Linked DNA regions of Sorghum bicolor: region 1 is linked to region 2. The links are chromatin contacts, called in public HiCAR-type maps. All regions are on one chromosome and are shown on one strand. The core of a region is the stretch at or near the end of the contact, and the rest is flanking DNA. Distances in the headings are between cores, read along the strand shown. Region 1 has its middle 21 kb from the start of LOC8079742. Region 2 has its middle 16 kb from the start of LOC8079741.

Evidence for each region. HiCAR-type assays count read pairs that join an accessible place to other places.
Region 1: a HiCAR-type map of leaf shows a contact between it and region 2, with 5 times the contacts expected there. The contact joins two enhancer-like sites. A contact is called at or near these places in 1 of 4 Hi-C or Micro-C datasets (leaf) and 1 of 1 datasets of contacts at active chromatin or transcription factors (leaf).

What each region holds. Positions count from the first base shown.
Region 1 is chr5:7,206,554-7,210,477 of Sorghum_bicolor_NCBIv3, forward strand. No RefSeq gene overlaps it. Among protein-coding and RNA genes, the nearest start is that of LOC8079742, 21 kb to the left of the region's middle. Within about 2 kb of position 2,613, at least 4 of the 5 cell types and tissues checked have open chromatin away from gene starts, as enhancers often do. A contact at or near this core is called in leaf, where this site is marked.
Region 2 is chr5:7,130,447-7,134,106 of Sorghum_bicolor_NCBIv3, forward strand. No RefSeq gene overlaps it. Among protein-coding and RNA genes, the nearest start is that of LOC8079741, 16 kb to the left of the region's middle. Within about 2 kb of position 2,370, at least 5 of the 5 cell types and tissues checked have open chromatin away from gene starts, as enhancers often do. A contact at or near this core is called in leaf, where this site is marked.

The sequences.
Region 1 (3,924 bases), core at 1,363-3,862, 76 kb after region 2:
ATAGAGACGCTCAAAGTACGTTACATGTCTCTTTTCATTATCTCCTGAATTATATTGAATAACTTAGATAACTAATACCTTTTTTATTTATTTCAAATTAAAGACGGAATGGTTGAGGGAAAAGGTCCTATAACAAGACCGAATCAAAGCTATCCAAGAGACGATAGCAGGATTTCTCCGCGACCAAGTGATCAATCCAAACGGCGAGTTTCACTTCAACGGCAACGAAACTCTTATTCCAAACAACGATGATCATTTGTATCGTTTGTAGACATTGGGAGAAAAAACTCTATGTATATATGTGTTACGAATTTTGTACATATAAAACTATATATATATAAAGCTTTTTACATATCTATTTAATTTTTGATGTGGCCTATTCATTTTATTATAGGCAAAGCTTAATTATTAAGCTAAGCCTATAATTTTCATTTATATATGCTTAATATGCGTGTAATATAAATATATTATTGTATCAGTAAAAACATGTATTGAAAAACCTATTATTATATATTATATAAAAACAATAAACAGAACCGAAGAAGTAAACCAAAAAAAAAGAAACCCTTCAACACTGGTTGGTAATACCAACCGGTGTTAAAGGGTCCTGCAACGTGGCAGCCCTGGCAGGACCCTTTAACACTGGTTAGTATTACCAACCGTTGTTAAAGGGGGGGGCTTTAGTCCCGGTTACCCGAACCGGGACTAAAGGGTGGGCCTTTAGTCCCGGAAGGGCAGCACCGGCTCGGGAACCGGGGCAACATGCCCTTTCCGACCGGTGCTAATGCCCGAACGTGTGGCAGTGATTGCATTAGGCCAGTCTCAGTGGCCCGTTTCAATGCACTATTTTCAAAACAAATCTGCTGACAGAGCATCAATGAAACGAATAATGAAACAACCTCCACAATGCATGAGTTTCACCTTGACGTTTCCTAGGCTGGGCAAAGCATTTAATTAGTACAAAATGATTGGATCACATGCAAGATGATGAAATGATTTAGTCCTCAGTGGGGATTTCATCCCGTTTCACCGCGTGGAAAACAACGCCCACGGAGTTTCACCATGGTGAAACTACTTCCTTCTCTCTCCTCTTCGTTTCATGCAAAAAGTGTAGATTTGCTGATAGGCGCTCTAATAAATGTGCATAACATCCTGGTGAAACCCCACTAAAACTGCTCTTATTGACTGTTTACTTTCTCGATTAGATGACAGTACCCATTGTTGTTTCGTAAACCCAGCTGTTTCCAGCACCCTCCTGCTACATAGACGTGTATACAGTACAGGTTACAGGAGCAGGAGGACTGGAGATCGAAGCCGCTAAACTGATCTCGCTGGTAGACGTGGCTCCATTTACAACCTCAGACTTAATTACTCGTTCGATGCTGTCAGCAATGCTAGTTGCTTGCTGATGGTCCCGGGCACGGGCAGAGAGAGAGAGAGAGGTGCATGGATTGGATGGATGCAAAGGTGGGCGGACACGCGATGAGAGATAAATAAAAACTATGAGTAGTTCTTTAGTTGTATCATGAATCATAATCCACTTAGCGATGGTGGAATCCGTTGTCACCGGCGCGTGCTTTGTTTTGCAAAAGAAATTAACAATGTTGCAACATGCAAATTGTTGTGTCTCCTTTTTTCCTAGCTAGCTACTTCATCTGTCTCTAAAAGAATCAATTCATAGAGTTATCCGAAGTCAAAATTTTTAAACTTTGATCGAATTTATAGAAAAATGGTATCAAATTAATATTATTATATTTATATAAAATATATTTTCATAAGATGTTCATTTTATGTTATAAATGTTGTTATTCTTTTCTATAAAATTAGTCAGGCTTAACTGGCACTGATTTTAGGATATGATTTATTGAGGGATATGGAGGAAGTTTATGATTACTTCGTCCTCCGTGCACAAAAGAATGCAATTATGGGATCCGTATCAGTTAAGTTTGCTTAAGTCTGACTAAATTTATAGTAAATATTATTAGCATTTATGTATCCAAACAAATTTATTACGGAAATATGTGTTATGATTAATCTAATAATACCATTTTTTTCTGAAAGGAGGGAGTAGTAATTCACTGCTGCAAAGGCAGCCTGATTCTCTCGTATCTCTCACGGTTTAACCAATAAGTAGTGATCTAATAGTACTCCCTCCAGTCATGCATGCACGAGATCTGAACCACCCTAGTTGATGGTTTCTGTTGTTTTGCGTGCAAACTTTGTGTCTTCTCGCTCAGGCATACTATACGTATATGCATCTATCTACCCCCACAAACACCAACAAGTTGAGTGCCGCAGATCTTAAAAAAAAAGCACAATCATTGATGTATGAATGTATCCTATTGTACTAACCTCTCTCTAAGTCTCCATCAAGGACCAGTCGGCAATAATTATAGATGAATAACCAAATAAAACCGTCGCCTACACAATACTATCTCGTGTCGCTAAACCGATAGCTGGTGCTTAATTACACAAGGAACTCAGTTTTTCTCCACACCTAAACCAAACATGTTTGTTTGTCTTAAAAAGTCACGGCTGTCATGCATATGCGGGGAACCGCTCGAGTCATGCAGCTTTCGCAATGCTCTACGCCACTGCGTGCGTGTCTGGATGCCGATTGGCGAGTGAGACGACGATGGCGACAGGCTAGCTAGGTAGGCTCCCCACTGGACTCCTCATCTCTAGTCTTGGTTTCACCGATGAGCAAGTAGTTGGCATAGAGAATTCCGTTCCTGAAAACCTATAGCTGATCAGCTCATTAGCCCGGCCGTTGTAAACAAAAAGTGTGGAGAGTTTCCCATCTCCTCTCCTGCTGTGTGGGTGCGTGCATGACTCGGGAGAGAGTCGATCCGAGGTCTTGTTTAGTTGGTGAAATTTTTTCGATTTAGCTACTGTATTACTTTCGTTTGTATATTTAACTATGGACTAACTAACTAGATTCGAAAAATTCGTCTCACAAATTATAGATAAACTGTGTAATTAGTTATTTATTTTATATATATTTAATATCCTATGTATCCGTCTAAAAATTTGATGTAATATAAAATTTTGGAAAATTTTTAGAACTCAACGAGGCGGGCATGAATCGGAGTGCACTCGGCGGGGGCGGAATAATGAATCCGTCCCTGCGGAATCTTGGCGGCCAAGGCAGATTATATTAAGCGATCGATGGCGATGGCGACTGCATGCGACGACGAGAAGCCGATCGAAAGGGTTCGTCGTCGGGGGTAATTAATTAAAAACTGTCGATCGGCGAGGCACCAGGATGCATGGATGAGATCTCGGTGGTTACGCGGCGACACGATCGCGAGGCCAGGCGGCGGCCGTCTTTTGCGCAGGCACAAGCTGTGGTCCAACAACCTGTGAATTTGGGGATGCATGGATCTGGGACGACTTGGGAGTTGGCTCGATCGTCTCCGGACGGGATCGCGGCCAGGTGCGTCGAGCTCATCGAGTGGGATGCAGGTCGCGAGGCAAGCGCAGGGAGGTTTCTTGGAAGCTGCCCGGTGTTTCGGCCTTGTTTGTTTGGCTGCTATAGCAAAACGTACTGTTTGTTAAATACTCCCTTCGTACCTAAATTAGTTGACGTTTTAGAACATGGTTGTGCTTACCAAGGAGTGATTAATTAGAGGGTATTTTTTCCTCCTTTGACCTTATTAAATAACACCGCAGGTGTTACTTTTACAACGACGTTGCATAGCTTGATTGGCTAGTTCTCTGTGGTTTAAGGTTGGAGATCGACGGTTTGAAACTGTGCACAGCGTCATCTTTTGAGAGAACGGGCTAAGAGGCTAAAACGACAGGTATGGAGGGAGTAACTGAGAGATTTGGCTCATAAGTCCAAAAAAAACAAGATGTCGTTAGTCATTCATCGTGCCGGTGAACGGTGCAGGAACATCGCAGCATGTGATTTTGCCAGTGGCA
Region 2 (3,660 bases), core at 1,120-3,619:
GTTAGAGTGTGTGTGCATGTGTTTATAGGAGTGAATATGCACATGTAGATGTAAGTGTTTGCGTTTGTAGTTGAGTCTCGCAAAAGAAAATACTTATGGCACCAGATAGGTATACCTTAATTTGCATCCAACGAAAAATCTAATAATTCTTATTTTTGTTTTATAAATATTTATATTTTTCTATATAAATTTGGTTAAACTCAAAATGATTTGGCTCGAAACTATACTAGAATTGCATTCTTTTTCTGAACAGAGGGAAATATACATATACGTATAATAGTAACACCATTTGGAACAAACTTATGCAAGGTTTGGATCCGCGAGAAAATAGTAGATAAATAATTCACAGATAATACTAGCTATAGCTACGCTTCATGATTCTTAGGACATATTAGTGGTGAAGCAAAGAACTTAGATATATCCATCAAAAGAATAATTTGAACAGTGTGTGACGAACTAAACAATATATGTCGATACCATACTAAACATATATATATTGATGATAGAATGTCTTCCTTTGTGGGATATCTATTATTTGAATCTCTATAAGGGCTAGTTTGGAAGCAAGGGGAGACACACCTAGGAATACAAAACTTCTCCATGAAAAACTAAATAATCATTCAAAATTTTCCCATAGCTTAATTTTCTAGCCTGGAAAAAGTCAGGGATTCAAGTTTTCAAATTAGCCCTAAGGTTTTGTTTTATGGGGATGGACGAAGAAGCGTCACAAACGATCTAGTCTAGCTAGTATGATGATTTGAGGAGGGAGCACATGATTATTCCGTCTAACATGCAAACTGGTGAAACTGTACTGTAAATCATAGGGCTTGTTTAGTTCATTCCAAAAACACCAAAAACTTTTCAAGATTCTCCGTCATATCGAATCTTGCGGCATATGCATAGAGCATTAAATATAGTCAAAAATAAAAACTAATTACAAAGTTTGCCTGTAAGGCCCTGTTTGGCACGGGTCCACTTAACTAGTGAAGCTGTTTTTTGGGCTTTAGCTTCATGAACAGCTCTATCGGTGGAGCTGGAGCCATTTTGGTAAACCATTTAGCAAAACAACTCTTTTCTTAAAATGTGCTCTCACAGAACGCCAGGTAGGATGAGGTGAAGCCGGGAGAAGCCACTATTTTTGGCTCCTTCACACCCTAAAGCTCTGTAAGAGCATATTTTTAGGGGCTTCATTGGTGGAGCCATTCTATTTTATCCCGTTTGGCACAAAACGGCTCCAAACGGCTCGTGAAGCCACTGGAGAAGCCGTGCCAAACGGGGCCTAAATCGCGAGATGAATCTTTTGAGTCTAGTTAGTCTATATTTGAACAATATTTACCACAAACAAACGAAAGTGCTACAGTGGCCGAAAACTTTTTATTTTGACAACTAAACAAGGCCATAATATGTGATTCATGCATGGATTGGACGATCGTTGTTTTCTCGCGTTCCAGGATAGTAGGTATATACTCCATCCACACCAATAAAGAAAGTTGTTTAGTTGTTTAGGACAACTATAAGGTCTTTAAAGCCTAACTTTGACTTTTTATTTTTATAAAAAAATATTTTACAAAAAAGTGGTATATGTATACTTTTATGAAATTATTTTTCAAGACAAATCTATTCATATGGTTTTCACATTTCCAAATTCAACATCGTAAAATTTATTCATGATTTATATTCTCAATGTTTAATCTAAACTTTGTTCAAAACGATTTTTTTTTTATAGGTGACAGCTTCCCAGAAACCTCGCTGAGTTTGCCTCGCGACCGACGGCCGCTCCCACTCGACTGGACGCACCTGGCCGCGATCCCGTCCGGGAGCCGATCAGCTCCCATTCCCACCATGCATCCATGCATCGATGATCCATCAAAGGTGGTTGTTTGGACCACAGCGACGCGATACGCGGCGGCGGCCCCACATTCCCAACCGCCTCCCGCCTCCGACGACGATGCGCCTCGTTGGCGTGGGCGCCGCGCGCCGCCGGCACGCACCCGCAGGCAGCTGATTCCACCTGCCCGCTCTCGCTTCTGTCTGCGCAAAAGACGCCCGTGTCGCCGCGTACCCACCCATCATCCCTTCTGGTGCGCCCGGCCTCGCCGACTTCTTTATTAGGCAAGTCTCAATGGGGTTTCATTAGAGTTTCATGCACATTAAATATGCTGATGTGGCACTATATTAATGAAGAGAGAGATGATAAGAGTTTCATGGGAGTAGAGAGAGTTTCATCCCCATGAAACTCTTATGCACAGTTTCCAAAATATTGATGTGTTGAAAACTGTGTCATGAAACTCCCATTGAGGATGGCCTTAGCCGTCGCCGTCGCTTTTGCCTTGGCTGCCAAGATTCCGCGGCGACGGATTCCACCCCCGGCAAGTGCACTCCGATTCAGGATCAACTCTCCTCGAGTCACGCGCGCAGCATACAGACGAGAGGGCAGATCGACTGAACACTTGTTTAATTTAGGTGGAGGTTCATGACCCAGTTTTCAACGCATTTATATTTTACAAACAGTGTAAAATTTTTTCACTTTTATAAAATTTTCTCTACTCTCATGAAACTGAGAGCGGCCTTATAGAGCAGCCGGGCTCCCTATACCGCCCGGGAAGCCGAAAAGGATACGACCCTTATGGATGACTTTCAATTTTTTTTATAAAATAAAAACAGAAAACTTTTTATTTTATTGTATTAATATAATAATAAATTAATTAAATACAAACGAGGCAGAGCTGCCAGCGCCCAATGCGACGCCGAGCTGCCAGCAAGGCAGAGGCAGAGGCATCGGCCGCCACTCCCCGGTGCATGGCCAGTCTATTCCCCCAAAACCAAAAGCGAGAGAAGGCCCGCTGCCGGAGCGAGCAAGCAAAGTCAATCGAGCATATTCACGGAGGAGAGGAGGCGTGGATCCAGATGCTCCCTTGCACTGCTTCTCCAGAAGCAGCTCACATGGCACGCTCGTGGGTCGGTCGGTAGGTGTATAAATAGCGGCGGGAGGGGAGAGCGGCAGCGCCGCCACCGTCGTCCTCCGCATGTGATGGTGATCTCCCGCATCCTCCGCTCTGCCTTGTGAGGTTTGGGTTTCGAAACCTCCGCGTCCACAGCGGCGGCAATGGAGAGAAGACCATCGACCTCCAAAACCATCCCCGTCGGGTCGGGGATGGGAGAGCATTCCCCATACCTGTACCCGTTCCTTGAGGAGCCCCATTCACTAGCTCCTGTGGCCGTCCATCTTCATCTATCCATCCAAAACCTTATCCATCCACCCAACCCTTCACCAGACCCTCACCCTGCGGAATTGTTTCTCCGCATGTGGATGTGCCGCCCCTCCTCTCGCGTGCGACGCTGCGGCAGCTTGTCCGTTACTCCGCTCCCTTCATGGCTCCGTCTCTGCCGGTTCGCAGCAACTCAGAGGGCGGCACCAGCCTCCATGCTCCTCCCCCGTCTCCTACCCAAGAGGACGCCGGAGGCCAGAGCAGAAGCACCACCGCCGCCACATGCAGCAGGAGTGCTGCCGCTGGTAGAAGATCAGCGGATCTACATCGTCTCCCTACAGATCTACTGCCTTCTTAATTGATTTCTTCGTATTTCTTTGTTTATGGATCGATTCATGGGAGCCTTCTTATTTGGTTTTTTTTGTTTCTGCTTTGATTCATGGGAGCCTTA